Linked DNA regions of Mus musculus: region 1 is linked to region 2. The links are chromatin contacts, called in public promoter capture Hi-C maps. All regions are on one chromosome and are shown on one strand. Each heading gives the region's core, a stretch centred on a gene start, on an enhancer-like site or on the middle of the called end of the contact. The rest is flanking DNA. Distances are from core to core; before and after follow the strand shown.

Evidence for each region. Promoter capture Hi-C pulls out the DNA fragments that hold promoters and counts their contacts.
Region 1: a promoter capture Hi-C map of fetal liver shows a contact between it and region 2, with 2.2 times the contacts expected there. The contact joins the enhancer-like site here to the promoter of Mysm1 in region 2. A contact is called at or near these places in 2 of 39 promoter capture datasets (fetal liver and pre-B cells), 5 of 484 Hi-C or Micro-C datasets (CD4 T cells, the G1E-ER4 cell line and muscle stem cells), 5 of 115 datasets of contacts at active chromatin or transcription factors (bone marrow-derived macrophages, effector CD8 T cells, embryonic stem cells and 1 more) and 3 of 9 other capture datasets (adipose tissue, liver and pancreatic islet).

What each region holds. Positions count from the first base shown.
Region 1 is chr4:95,157,353-95,164,341 of GRCm38.p6, reverse strand. It overlaps Junos (a long non-coding RNA gene), which reads right to left. Exons shown (of 5, transcript XR_867920.3): 4 at 2,887-3,151. Among named protein-coding and RNA genes, the nearest start is that of Gm12708, 32 kb to the left of the region's middle. Within about 2 kb of position 2,876, at least 294 of the 459 cell types and tissues checked have an H3K27ac peak or open chromatin away from gene starts, as enhancers often do. A contact at or near this core is called in the G1E-ER4 cell line, adipose tissue, bone marrow-derived macrophages and 7 more, where this site is marked.
Region 2 is chr4:94,974,047-94,980,548 of GRCm38.p6, reverse strand. Mysm1 (myb-like, SWIRM and MPN domains 1) reads left to right here and starts at 1,449. Exons shown (of 20, transcript NM_177239.3): 1 at 1,449-1,545; 2 at 5,257-5,332. The coding sequence starts at 1,484. It overlaps Gm12694 (a long non-coding RNA gene), which reads right to left and starts at 1,428. Exons shown (of 3, transcript XR_867913.3): 1 at 773-1,428.

The DNA.
Region 1 (6,989 bases), core at 1,627-4,126, 180 kb before region 2:
TAGTGAGCCTATGGTGCTTACTGTTCAAAAGGATATTTGATTATGTGGTTCTTTGGGTGTGGGGGGCAGGGGGAATGGGAAAAAACTAAATAAGATCAGGGAACACAGCAGCCATGAAAGCAATTTCCCCATTTAGTTTTATGGTTTCTACTTACTTGTCCTTGTTAATGCTATCTGTTCCCTACCATACCCCAATGCCATCATCAAAGAATTGTATCTCAGTGGACACATTTCAAAAGCTTCAAGTCCAGCCCAATCCCAGCCAAGGTTGCCCTGGAAACCTTGAACACACCACAGCCAGTCCAGGCTCATTGGGCATAAGATACAAGCTTCTGTATTCTGAGCATCCTATCATGAAAAGTCCCTGAAGACTTGTTCTCCCTGTGGAAGAGTATATTGTCTTGTCTCCTTCCATGAGCTCTCATCCTGACTGACGCTGCCTGGGGCCCAAGTCAAAGCCAAGAAACTAATGCAAAGATGGCAGCATGACCTTTTGAGCTATTCTGAGCATTAATAAAGGACAGGCTTGAAAGATAAGAGTCTCTGTGTCATCAGATATCTCTGAACAAGTTTGTACTCAAAAGGATTCCTGCAGGTGATTGAGCAGTTGTATCTGACCAATGAGTTGCTGGCTCTTTGGCCTCAGACCCTATTCCCTCAGCTGTAGAATGGTAGTTGCAGAAGTCCTTTCTCTCAGGGGGAACAGGGCAGTAATGATGCTTGGCCCGGTGCCAGATACCAGGACCTACTCAGCAGACACTGTAAACTACCATAGTTACTGTCAGCTCATGAGAGGCAATGGCTGAGTTCTGTGCTTCCTGTTCCTTCTGTGTGTGACCCTAAACCGGGAACACAGGGCAGTACAAGTCCCACAGACAAATGACTGGCCGCTAATGGTATTTAATCTAACTTTGGGGTGGGGGGGCGGGGGGGGTGAATCCCAAGAAGTAAAGAGGCAAGGCCAAGACCACATGTGAAGATTCAGGGAGGCTTGGGTTGGAACCATCCCCTCTGAGGCCTAGCCATGATTTTGGTTCTCCCGTTGGCACTGTTCCTCTTTCTGTCCCTAAGTAACACCCAAGACCTCAGGCTGTCTCATTCCCTGAGCCTTGTCAGTTGTAAGTTCAGACCACTGACTGCCCAGACATCCTGTATGGATCGCAACACTACAAGCTGACAGTGTTGCTGAAATCCACCTTCTGTATTAGGGAGGTGACAGGCAGAGAGTAAAAATCAGAGATCCCAGTCTTTCAACCAGTAAAGCTCAGAACTAAACCTGGGAGGGGGTGGTCCTAAGACTGTAGACAGCACCGGTCAGCTGTGGAGGCCTACTGAGAGGAGGCACAGTACAAACAGAGACATGGTGGTGACAACAAGTCTGTACAGCCTGGGCTGCAGGCAGCAGAAGAGGGGTGGAGGTGGTGGGGGTGGATCAGAAAGTCTCCTGGAGCAGACAGTGGCCTTCTTCTGGCATCCAGACTTGACTAGGTTTTCTCCAGGTTGAAGAGCTTGGCGAAAGGGAGGATGGGAGGCTATGCGGGGAGGATGGGAGGCTATGCAAAGGAAAGGAGGTACCTTTGCTGAGGCAAACAGGTGTGACCCTGCTGGGGTGGGGTGTGGTCACTGGAGGAGAGAGAGCTAGGTGTGTGACACTTAGGCTAACGAGGCAGGAAGATCACGAGTTCAAGTCTGGGAGTTGGGGAGATGACTCAGCAGATTAGAGCTCTTGCTGATCTCCCAGAGGACCTATGCTCTCCTCCCAGCAACCAGCATAGGGCAGCACCTAACAGCCTCTAATTCCAGTTCCTGTCTTTTGAACTCCTTGGGCAAACACACACACACACAAGCACGCACGCACGAAGTGGGGGAGGAGCAGGAGGGGGAGAAAGAGGAAACGAAATATTTGGTTTTTTTGTTTTTTTTTTTTAAGGAGTTCAAGGCTATCCCCAGCTACTTGGTGAGTTAGAGACTATTCTAGGCTATATAAGGACAAGTCTCAAAGAAAGAGAGAAAAATTAGATACTGACCCAGAGTCTGAGATGAGCCAGTGACTTCTGGAAGCTTCAGAGTCCTCACCTGTACAGTGGACATAATGCCGGCTTTCCAAGTTTCTTTATGAAATGAGACACATGCACGACTATATCCTGACTCAGTGCTACTCTTTATATTCACCTCATAAAACTCCCTCCCTCAATAAAATTTTTTAAATGAGCATATTTTTACTTATGCTCCCAGAAGCACTAAGAATCTATCTCATGATTAGTCATACGCCATAACAATACAATTAATAATAATGTTAATTACTGCTGATTGAAGGCACTAAGTGCTTAATATGTATAATCTATAGCTAATCTAACCCTCGGAGCGTATCTAAAGATAAGTATCATTACTCCCATTTTATGGGTGAGGATAATGAGACAGAGAAGTTAGGAAATGTACACAGGTCACCCGCTGGGTAGGGATAGGTCTGGCCTTTGAGAAGAAAAAAAAAAGTGCATCTACAAAAAGGTCAGAGTAGAGTGAGGAATGCCCTGAGTTTGGAGTTCATGTTGGTCTTGGCGATCTCCCTCTGTTTCTTTCTCAGAAAGAAAGCAAACATTTTAAGTGTCCACGGAGAGAGGGGCAGCCTTACAGATGAGGAAGAAGGGTCCGAGCTCAGGCTCCCCCAGCCGCCCAGGACCGTGGCTGTCCTGCGCAGGTCCCTGCGCTGCCCCTTCCCACCGTGGGTGGCTCCCAGCGGCAGGGAATCACATTATCTGTTGGGAAGGCGTCCAACACCCTCCTCCCGCCAGCCAGTGTTTGCTCAAGGCCTAGCTCTTCAGAAACTGAAACCAGCAGCCCGAGCTGCCAGCCTGAGGACGCCCGCGGGCTCTGCCCAGGCTTTACCTTCTATGGGGAGGCCCGCGGAGGGCGGAGCGAGCCGGCGCCGCTGACGTGGCCGCCCTGCCCTCGCCCCGGGCGCCCGCCTCCTCCGCGCCGGGTGTGGGAGCGCGGGGCTGGGAGAGCGAGGTGCGCGGGCGTGGGAGCGCAGGAGCAGCCGGCGTCTGGTGCGGGAGGCTGGGGTGGCGAAGCGCGGGCGGGGCAGGCGGTGGCGGCCGGAGAGCCCGGGGCGAGCAGTGGAGGGCAGGAGAGTAGGGCGTGAGTCTTAGAGCTAGGAGAGGAGAAAGAAAATAATGTCTGGTCATTATGTTTGGCGACAGGGACCGAACCTAGTACCCAAGAAGCGCTCAGGACATGTTGACAGTGGTACTGTCCTTGCCCATCCGATAGGGGGACAGTGTGCCCTATGAGTTTATGAACTTTCTTCCTTCACAGTGTTTAGGCACAGACTGAAGGAGATCAGGCGATCCGAGAGGGTGTAAAGGATGAGAATGGATAGGGACTCAAACTTGCTGTCTCCCAACACTGATGTGATGACCTCAGAAAGCTTGAGCGGGACAGTAGCTGAATTAGAATCCAGAAGGCAAACTTAGAAAAGCACTTTGTAAACCACTGACTTAAGACAAAGGTCTCTTTCACCTTCAGAGTTCCTTCAGCTACGTCCTCTTACTAGCAAAGCAAATAAACCCACAATTTGCTTCCTAAATAATTAATCAAAACCCAGAAGTCACTCAACACATTTTCAGTAAATATTCACTGGAAATGTCTAAGTACCAGTTGTGGCCAAGTGCTATGCTGGGCACTCAGGGGGTGGCAAAGGAGACGAACAAAGGCTATGTCCTCATGCATTACCCAAACTGTTGGACACAGAAATCGAACAACTCAGATACTGACATCCAACTAACCAAAGATACAGGTGTGTCTACAGTAGACAGATAATGTTTTCAGTCAAAAGTAAATAAAGGTGTCTTTCTCTTCTGTGGCCTCATAAGTAGAGAGAGAATCTTGCCTCTGTACATGAGCTAGAGAGAGAGGGGGGAGAGAGAGAAAGAGATAGAGAGAGTATTAATTCTGTTATGGATCTAGCAAGTCCAAGTTCCTGAGATTAGCAGCATAAGGCTGCGTGGAGAAAGCCTACAGGAAGAGCCCATGGCTTGCTTCCTGTTTATGTGTCCCTCCTCACAAGAAACTCCTAACAGATGGCCCCCACTCAGTTCTCAGTGAGTGAGTGTCTAAGAGGATGACCTTTGAAACCAGGTTTCAAGAGTTGACTTCAAGGCCTGTCTTAGCAGACCTCTAACCACGGGCCAAGTACTTAACCTCTGTGTGCCTATGCTCCTATTCTGTGAAGTGTTATGGATAATACCTAGTCCACAGAATTCTAGGCATTAGAGACGGTGCTTTAAGCAGGTGGCAGGGATTCGGTGTGTGCGCAGCAGTGCTTTGGTGCTCTCTGCCTAGAGAAACCTTCCTCCCCCTTTCTCTTCTGGGAGAGTGTGTATTTATAGTCCAATGTCACCTCCTTTCTGGAACCTCCCTTGCTTTATTGGCAAGGTAATTGGATGCTTTGTCTTCTATGTTCCCATCTCTTTCATAGTACCTTAGAGGACCCTTCATGCTCCAATTAGGTTGTCTAATGTGGTGTGTTTTCCTTCTTTATTCGACTACAAGTTCTTAAAGAGTGGGGACTATCTACAATTTGCCCCATCTCTAAGAAACCAGGCAGTCCCCAGAGCAGGGTGAGCTCTTGACACTCTCTTGAGTGAGTGGGTGGATGGGTGAGTGGGTGGGTGGATGGGTGAGGGGGTGGGTGGATGGGTGAGGGGGTGGGTGGATGGGTGAGGGGGTGGGTGGATGGGTGAGGGGGTGGGTGGATGGGTGAGTGGGTGGGTGAATGGGTGAGTGGGTGGGTGGAGGGTGAATGAGTGGGTGGATGGGTGAGGGGGTGGGTGGATGGGTGAGGGGGTGAGTGGGTGGGTAAGAGGGTGGGTGGATGGGTGAGGGGGTGGGTGGATGGGTGAGGGGGTGAGTGGGTGGGTAAGAGGGTGGGTGGATGGGTGAGTGGGTAGGTGGATTGGTGCTGATGGATGGATGATAGGTGAAGTAATCCTCCCAGGACTGTGAAATTCGAGTCCAGAGTCTGTGTTTAGTTTATGTGGAGAATATCGCATTTTTGAGTTTCTGTTTTGCCATCTGGATCTTGGAATAAAAGCACTGTATTTGGGGGTCAGAAGTTTAGGGCAGATGTATACATACATGACAGCACACAGATGTATACATACATGTATACATACATGACAGCACACAGGAAAGACTGCAGAGGAGTCAGTGTTTGTACTCTAGCCCCAGCTCTACCCCTTGTTAACAGGATGGTCTTTGACCAATCTTGACCTTGTTATAATGGGGAAGGCAGAACACACTCATGACCTGTTGAGAAAATCAAGAGATATTCTTTGTAAAAAGCCTGGGGTGCAGAACATATATATATTCAGAAATTAAACTTGCCTCCCTTCCACACCTACCCCCTTTGTCTGTTCTCCAGACACATAGGCCTGGACGCTCAGTACCCAAGACAGCTGTTCAGATGCCATATTTTGCTCAGAGTGACTAATGCCCCTTAAGCCAAGGTTGGAAAGCTGACTCCCGAACCAAGTTTAAACTTGAGTGCTGAGTTAGAAGCAGGGAATGCGGCTGACTGGTTGATTTAATTAATAAGGACACTTTTGAAAGAGAGCCCTTTTAAAACCAACAAACATTCCAAGGAAATTGAAAGCAAGAGCTAATCCATGATTTCATGTGTAGGTTTCTCGTGTGACTGAGAGAGTCCTTATGTAAAAATATGAATAATAAATCGTCCAAAGCCCACGTGAGCATTTTTTTCAAACTCTTAAGAGCAGTGGTTAGAATTGGCTTTGGAATCAATTAGCCAGTTAATTGGGGTACTATGTTGTAACAAATCTTAACTGTCCTTCTACTACACTATAGTATATTCTAATAAACTATTCAAAATCCTCCAAGTATACTTATCAGTTACTACTGGACCTAGAATATTAGCACATCACACATGAAGCCCCCCAGTCATCCCCCACCTTCTTACTCTGATTTCGAAAAGGCTGAAATGGGGGCACCGAGGGCCTTGGGCCTGAGCTTACCCATGGCTCAGCCAGGGAACATTTGGCAGGAGAACTCAAAGGGGAAACCTGAGAGTGCAGGACCTGAGAGATGTCCTCCAAGACGTAGGGATCTTATTAGCAAAGCCAAGCGCCCTGCCAAGGAGGGCATGTGTCTGAATACCCAAAGAAAATAGGATACAACTCACTTTAATGTCAGCACCTCCAAAACTTGGGGGGGCTACTTGCATTTCTGCCTTTTTCTTTTTTAACTCCCCAGCCCATATCTTGACCAATGCACGTTTCTGTAGCTCTCTCCTGAAAATTGCCTTAGAAGCCCCTGACAGAGAACAGTTCCCCTCCTTTCCCCTATATGCTTAATGGTACACAGTGTTCCCATTGGGATCTCGCTTCAAGACAATGAATGATGTGCTGTCCTTCTTCTCTCATCTCCCCAAGCTTCCTCTTTTTCTCTGCATTCATGGAGAAGTAATTGGTCCATGCTAAACCACAAGGGCTTGCCGAGCTCTGTGAGCTACAGACCTGGGAAAGCTTCCCCACCATCCAGACAGCCAGCATTTTCATAACCTCCATTTTTTTTCTGGCCTTTGTACATTTTTCTCCTGTCTCCCTTCAGCAAATAGCTTTTGCCTACTTTCTATCCTTTTCTGTAGATCAGCTTCCATTTTCTGTAAATGGAAATATGCCATGTAGACACTTTGACGAGCTTCTTTCTCCGAGCACAGTTGTGTTGGCACACCAGTGTCTTCGGTCTGTGGATTTTCTTGTGGGGCAAGATCTGGGCTCATCTAGAACACAGACCGATGCTGCGGTAAGGACGTCTGTGGGGAAGACTCTAAGGGGATAGGAAGAGGTTGGCATTTGCTGCCAGGATATATATATATGTATGTATGTATATGCTGTCTTCCCAGCCCCCACTGCTTGGAGCTGTGAATTGGGGAGATGCTCGCTTGCTTTTGGATCCTCAATTTCCTCGCC
Region 2 (6,502 bases), core at 200-2,699:
CGTTTTATTGTTTCGTTCACTTATTATGGGGTCCGCATAGATCCAACATAACTCATACATCAAGTGAATGATGTATTGTATTCAAGCTGCTACTGATCGACCAAGGCCGGAGAACATAGAACAGAGTCCGGAGAGTGACTTTTTAGGGGAATTACATAGCATATTTAAAGGATGAAACCATAAAGTAAGGGAGGGCAAGCAGGGTAGGCTGTAGCTTCGGCCAATCATATTTTGACCATAAAGGGTTGAGCATGCGAATTTCCACCAATCAGAATAGGAGCTGGTTCCTGGGCCTGGGAACAAGAACTTAGTTTGACCCTACAGCAAGCTGGAGAGTGTCCTTGAGATGGCTGGACTCAAACTGCTGTCTCCTTACAACTTTCCCTGAGATGACTGGACGCAGACAATTGTCTCCTTCTAAGTTGTCTCTGAGATGGCTGGGCTCAAATAGCTGTCTCCTTACAACAGAAGCTCCCCCAGGGCCTGGGACCTTGAATTTAGTTTACCCCTATGATTAAATGAAGCCTGAAAACGACATGGTAGTACTTAAAAAAAAAAAAAAGAACAAGTTTATTTTGCGGGGCGTGGTGGCGCATGCCTTTAATCCCAGCACTTGGGAGGCAGAGGCAGGTGGATTTCTGAGTTCAAGGCCAGCCTGGTCAACAGAGTGAGTTCCAGAACAGCCAGGGCTATACAGAGAAACCCTATTTCAAAAAATCAAAACAAAACAACAACAAATCAGGTTTATTTTGCTGGTTCCCAATACACTTACCTGTCCAACACAGCTTCTACTACGTGAGACACTGTGCTGAACGCAGGCAGTGTAAGGACTACCAGACAGGTTTTATCCTTAAAGAAGTCACAGTCTGATCGAGAAGACAATGAGTCATGGATTCTAACTGTATGAGAGACAGATTTGAGGGCAGAAAAATGCAGAAGCAAGACTCTGATTTCTTGGAAAACCGTTAAGTTCTTTGCTTCACAGATTCCCAGCAATGATTTGTATGTATATGGCAAACACTCAGGGCAGAGTTTAAAAGATCAATCTACCAAGCTCTCTGTTTGAACAATCACGTCAGTTTTCTGAGTCTATTTACTTATCCATAAAATAAAATCCGTGAAACCTGCATCCATTCCACTGGGTCATTCTAATAATTCACGGTGGCGGGCGGGGCGGGTAGGCGCGCGCGCGCGTGTGTGTGTGTGCGAAAATGAACCAGAGACAATGGATGCCACAAAGCAGGGTCTCTCGCCTGAATGGAAAAAGATCTGCTGTGAGTTAGCCCACGTAAGACGTGAGAGAAGTGAGATAACCCATGCGGTCCTTGGGGAAGCAGCTTTCACGCAGTCTCCTGGTCTTACTCGCCGGAGTTCCCCGGAAGTGCGCCACGCCAAGGCCCCGCCTCCGGCCCTGGGCCCGCCCCCGGTCCCGCCCCGCCGCATCTCGCGGGATCTCGCGAGTACGCCTGCGTCAGGTGCAGTCATGGAGGCGGAGGAGGCGGATGTGGATGTGGAAGGAGATGTTGCGGCGGCTGCACAGCCGGGGTGAGGCGCGGAGCGGGGTCCTGCGGGCCGGGCTGTGCTAGGCAAGGGTCGGAGGATGCGGTTGGCCGAGGGTCCGTGTGGACGGCGTCGGGACCCGGGGTGCTCCCAGCCGGAAGTCGGCCGGGTCCGGGAGTGGACCCGGTGCCCCAGGTTGCACTGTTTATCTCCACTTTCTGGGCTGCGATGGACAGTGTTTAATTCGGATTCCTACCTGCATTCGCGCTGTCTCAGGCGCCTCACAGCATCTTGAACACTGGCGTCTAATTTAGTCCTGCGCCCGCTAGCGACCTGGTCCAGTCGTTTGATTCCTCCTTCTCAGAGCAAGTTGTTGAAAACTTGGGGGAAAGGCAGCTTACCCTAAAGGATCCAGATTTTAGAGTTGGACAAGTCATGTTTGCCTTTTGCTTTTGCTCTTCCTGTTTACTGTCACTCTGACCGTGATCAAGGCATTTGAGGCATTTCCAAGCAAGGCTCCGCTTGCTTGGAAACCAAGAATCACTTGTCGATCTTACTGTTGTAAGCATCGAATGAAATAATTCTGAGAGATGTTTTAGCATATGGAGAATGCTCGGCAGATGTTTTCTTTGCTGTGTTAGGATAATGTAGTGAAGACCCAGTTAGGGGTGTCATGCCAGTGCCTGCAAGGACGGGCAGTGTGATTTTAAACTGAACCTGATTTGACACGTGCCTTTAGGAGGACGCGGTATCCCTCCTTTTAAGTAATGGGGGCCAGATAGGACCTCCTGTAGAAGCCAGGTACATTACTTGTAACTTGTCAGCGACTTCGTTAGAATTCTGCTGAAGTACATACTATTACTAGTACTGCTCCATTTTCAGCCCATATAGTTCATTTGACAGGAGGGCTGCTCCACTGTAGACTGCCAGTCCTCCTCTATAAGGCACCAGAATAAGAAGCATTTTAAAATAGCCAGTGAGTTCTTAAAATGTGATGAAAATGAGGGGTAGTTAACTTCACATAAATATTTTCTCAAAAGTTCAAAAGTTACGTGGATAGCCTGAGATAGCAATAACTCTACACCAGTGTGATATATCAGACTTGAGCAAGTGCTTGTGATGTTTGAGAATCGGTGACCTCAGTGGGCGAGGGCAGTTTGGAGTTCATAAAGGAATTCACCTGGTGTTCAGTGACCGTCACCTGAAAGCATTGGCTCTGTGCCTCTCTCAAGGGTTCGTTTTAACTTTCCTGGTTGTGTTTAGTTTTTCATCCCTTTTTCTTGTACCATTTTCTTGACACTTGAGACTACTGGTGGCATGTTGTAATGTTAACCTCGTATGTTAGGTCTCAAAGGAGAGACAAATGATTACCTGAGGTGCTGTATTACAGTGGAACTGGCCTCCAGGTTCTTAAAGCATCCTTCAGTCTTGCCTGTTGCAGGGTATGGCTGGCATACCCTGCCTCCTACCCTATTTTCTTTAGCCCTGAAGTTAGTCTGCCCTTCCCCCAGCTGCCCTTCTCTATATAATTCAGCCATTTTGGCTATCTGGCCCTTTTGGTCTGTCCTTTACTCTATTGGCCTGTCTCTTGGCCCAGGCAGCCTCTCTCTGTTGCAGCTTCTCTCTGCATTCTCTTTACATGGCCCAGTTCAGGGTCATATTCTCTCTGGATGTTCCCCACCATTGCATATGCTCTCCCTTTTATCTACAATGAACTTTCTTCTCCGCCATACTTAGGAGCAGTCATGTCCTGTCTTTTCTTTCCTTCCCTTCCCTTCCCTTTCCCCTTTTCCCCTCTTCCCCTTTTTCTTTTCCCTTCCCTTCTCCTCCACTCCCCTTCCTCTTCCTCTCCTCCTTCCCTCCATCCCTCTCTCTCCTTTCTTCCTTTCTTTCTTTCTTTCTTTCTTTCTTTCTTTCTTTCTTTCTTTCTTTCTTTCTTTCTTTCTATGCAGCATGCAAGCAGGATTAGGAGGGTCCTCATGTCAGCCACTGCTTCTGGAGCATCACTGACATTATGTGGAATGGTGCCCTGTAATGCTGGAGTTTGAATCATGTTGAGTTTAGTGTGCCGAGTGCCCCTTGAGGTATTTTGTGTTACAGGGGACAGTAGCATTTAAGGAACTCTTGAAGATTAGTTTGAAACATACCAGTTTTAAGCATTTACTGAAAGCTAGATACGAAAACCAAGCATTGCAATTTGGTTTTCTTTCAACTATTATTTCTTCTCATCTTCCTTTTCTGAATGTTTTTGAACCCTCCTTGAGGAAATGTGTTTTGCCATAAGAGTTGTGCTCAGTGGCCATTCCTAGTGATATCTCCAAGCCTGGCATCTCTCCTGACTTAATTTCTGTCAAGTTGATGTTTTGCTACCCTGCCATTCTAATGTACAAACCTAACTCTCAAATTCAACCTAACACTTGTTTTTATTTCCCTAAACCCTCACTGACCTGTGTCTGTGAGCTTCCGATCAGAACTCTAACTAGAACCTACCAGCACTTCTGTGTCTCACAAGTACCTCAGCATCACTGTATCAGCTTCCCTCTTTCAGATTTTTCTCTGAGCTGTCCCTAGTTCAGTGCATGATGGCAACATCCACACAGTCTCCAGGCACAGACCTGAACTCCCTCCTTTTTCCTTCTGTCATTTTTCTACCCCCCACCCCCCAAAATCTGGTCACTTATTAAGTGTCCTTTCAGACAGCACTCTTGCTCATTCTGCCTTTTTTATAGATACAAATTATTGCTGTGTTTTTCTAGTAGTTTTATAATTATGTTCTCTACATCCAAATCTGATTATGTTATTACCTTCCATTTCCAATAGGCTTTGATAAGGCTGGCCAGGAATTTACCATATATTGGACTCCTGATCCTCCTGACTCTACCTCCTAAGTTCTGGTATTACAATTAAGTACTACCATGGTGGGTACTTTTGTGATAAAATCTTCATTCTTTACTACAGTCCTCTGTCCGTTACCCATTTGTTTCTTTACTCATTCATTCAACTGTTGATTACATTCTGTGTCATCCCCTGAGTGTATATAGCAGTTGTGAAAATGAAGTCCCTGCTGTCATAAAACTATTAATTCTTGGTGGGTAGAACAGACATTAAACTTTATGTCTGTGTTCAATGAAGGTAAATGGACAAGGGTGAAGGAAGATGAGAAGCTGGCTTGCTAGCTTTTTCTCCTGCACTGACCCAGATGTGAAACAAAGAGTGGAAACAGTGAAAGAAAAGGGGCAGATTCAGAAACAAACAGGTCCTAGTGTCTTGGACGGCTAGGGAGATTGATGTTACAAGGGCTAAGAGAGTATACAGTGGAAACCTGACAGGTTTGAGAGGAAAGGTTATTTTAAGCTTAGCCATGTAACTTGTGGTCCTTAAGGAGATTCAGGTAGGTGTTCTGATGCATATATCAAGTGTGAATGTTGCAAGTCCTCACTATGGTAGACCACATGAAAATATTTCTGCAATGACTTGAAATGATAGTAGGCTCTTGCACTCTTGGCAGACTTAACTGTTCTAAAAGATTTAACTATTGTGTGTGTGTGTGTGTGTGTGTGTGTGTGTGTGTGTGGCTGTTGTGCTGCATTACAGTTCTCTCATAGGCTGACAGGGCAGAGCAGGTATTGTTGTGTTCAAATCTTTGTTAAGGAAAGAAGGTGCTTTGTATCAATAACTGGCCAGGCCCTGTCTTATGTGATCTGTAGCTGAAAATGGATGCAATATCGTTTATTTTTTGTATATTTTGTATTACAGAAATGATGAAAGTACAGCATCAGTTTTTCAAGATCACTATCTTGATTCAACGTGGAGAAGGGAAAATGGCTGTCTTGTAAGTAAGCTAAGTCAGGTGACATAACATTGCAGCTAGTTGCCCAGAGTGCCTCTTCTCCCCCTCCCTTTTACTTTATTTTTTTGTTTGTTTTAACTAAGGCCTAATTCTCCAAAACCACAGAGGTAATATATGGAGACACTTCCTTTAAAAATAGAGGAACCTGCCAGGCAGTGGTGGTGCACACCTTTAATCCCAGCACTTGGGAGGCAGAGGCAGGTGGATTTCTGAGTTCAAGGCCAGCCTGGTCTACAGAGTGAGTTCCAGGACAGCCAGGGCTACACAGAGAAACCCTGTCTTGAAAAAACAAAAATAAAAAAAAGAAAAAAGAAAAAAAAATAGAGGAACCTAACCAGGTGTGGTGGTACACACCTTTAATCCCAGCACTTGGGAGGCTAGGGCAGGCAGATTTCTGAATTCAAGGCCAGCCTGGTCTACTGAGTGAGTTCCAGGACAGCCAGGGCTACACAGAGAAACCCTGTCTTGAAAAACAAAACTAAACAAAACCAAACAAACAAACAAAAATAGAGGAACCTGCCTGGCAGTGGTAGCGCACACCTTTAATCCCAGCACTTGGGAGGTAGAGGCAGGCGGATTTCTGAGTTCAAGGACAGCCTGGTCTACAAAGTGAGTTCCAGGACAGCCAGGGCTATACAGAGAAACCCTGTTTCAAAAAACAAAAACAAAAAACAAAAAAACAAAAATAGAGGACCCTTTTTTCTTCAACTCTGACAAAATGATCTCTTGAGAAGTAAATTTAGATCCAGCTAATTTAGGGACAGGTCTTTAGCACTTCACATTTGTCAACTTTGATTTCAATGGAAGACGGGGATAATCCTAGAGTTCATGTCTTCATGTAGCAGTAACTGCATACTCACCTGCCATGCCAGACTGGAGGGTAGGTTAAAGCACTCCAAGTGCCGTCAAGGCACACGTGGCTCTGCTGGTGTGGAATTCATAGACAAAACCCAGTTGGGCAGTACCTTGGCAGACAAACCATTTGTAGATTGTCGACTGAGGGAATCCGTAAGGAAAAGTCAATAACGGACACTTGAGGAGGTGACATTTAACTTGAAATAAAATGGAAAAATGAGTGGTTACATTAATTATAAAAATTAACATGCTAAGCAGGAGAAATAGTGAGTGCAAAAGCACTGGCTTATGCTGACA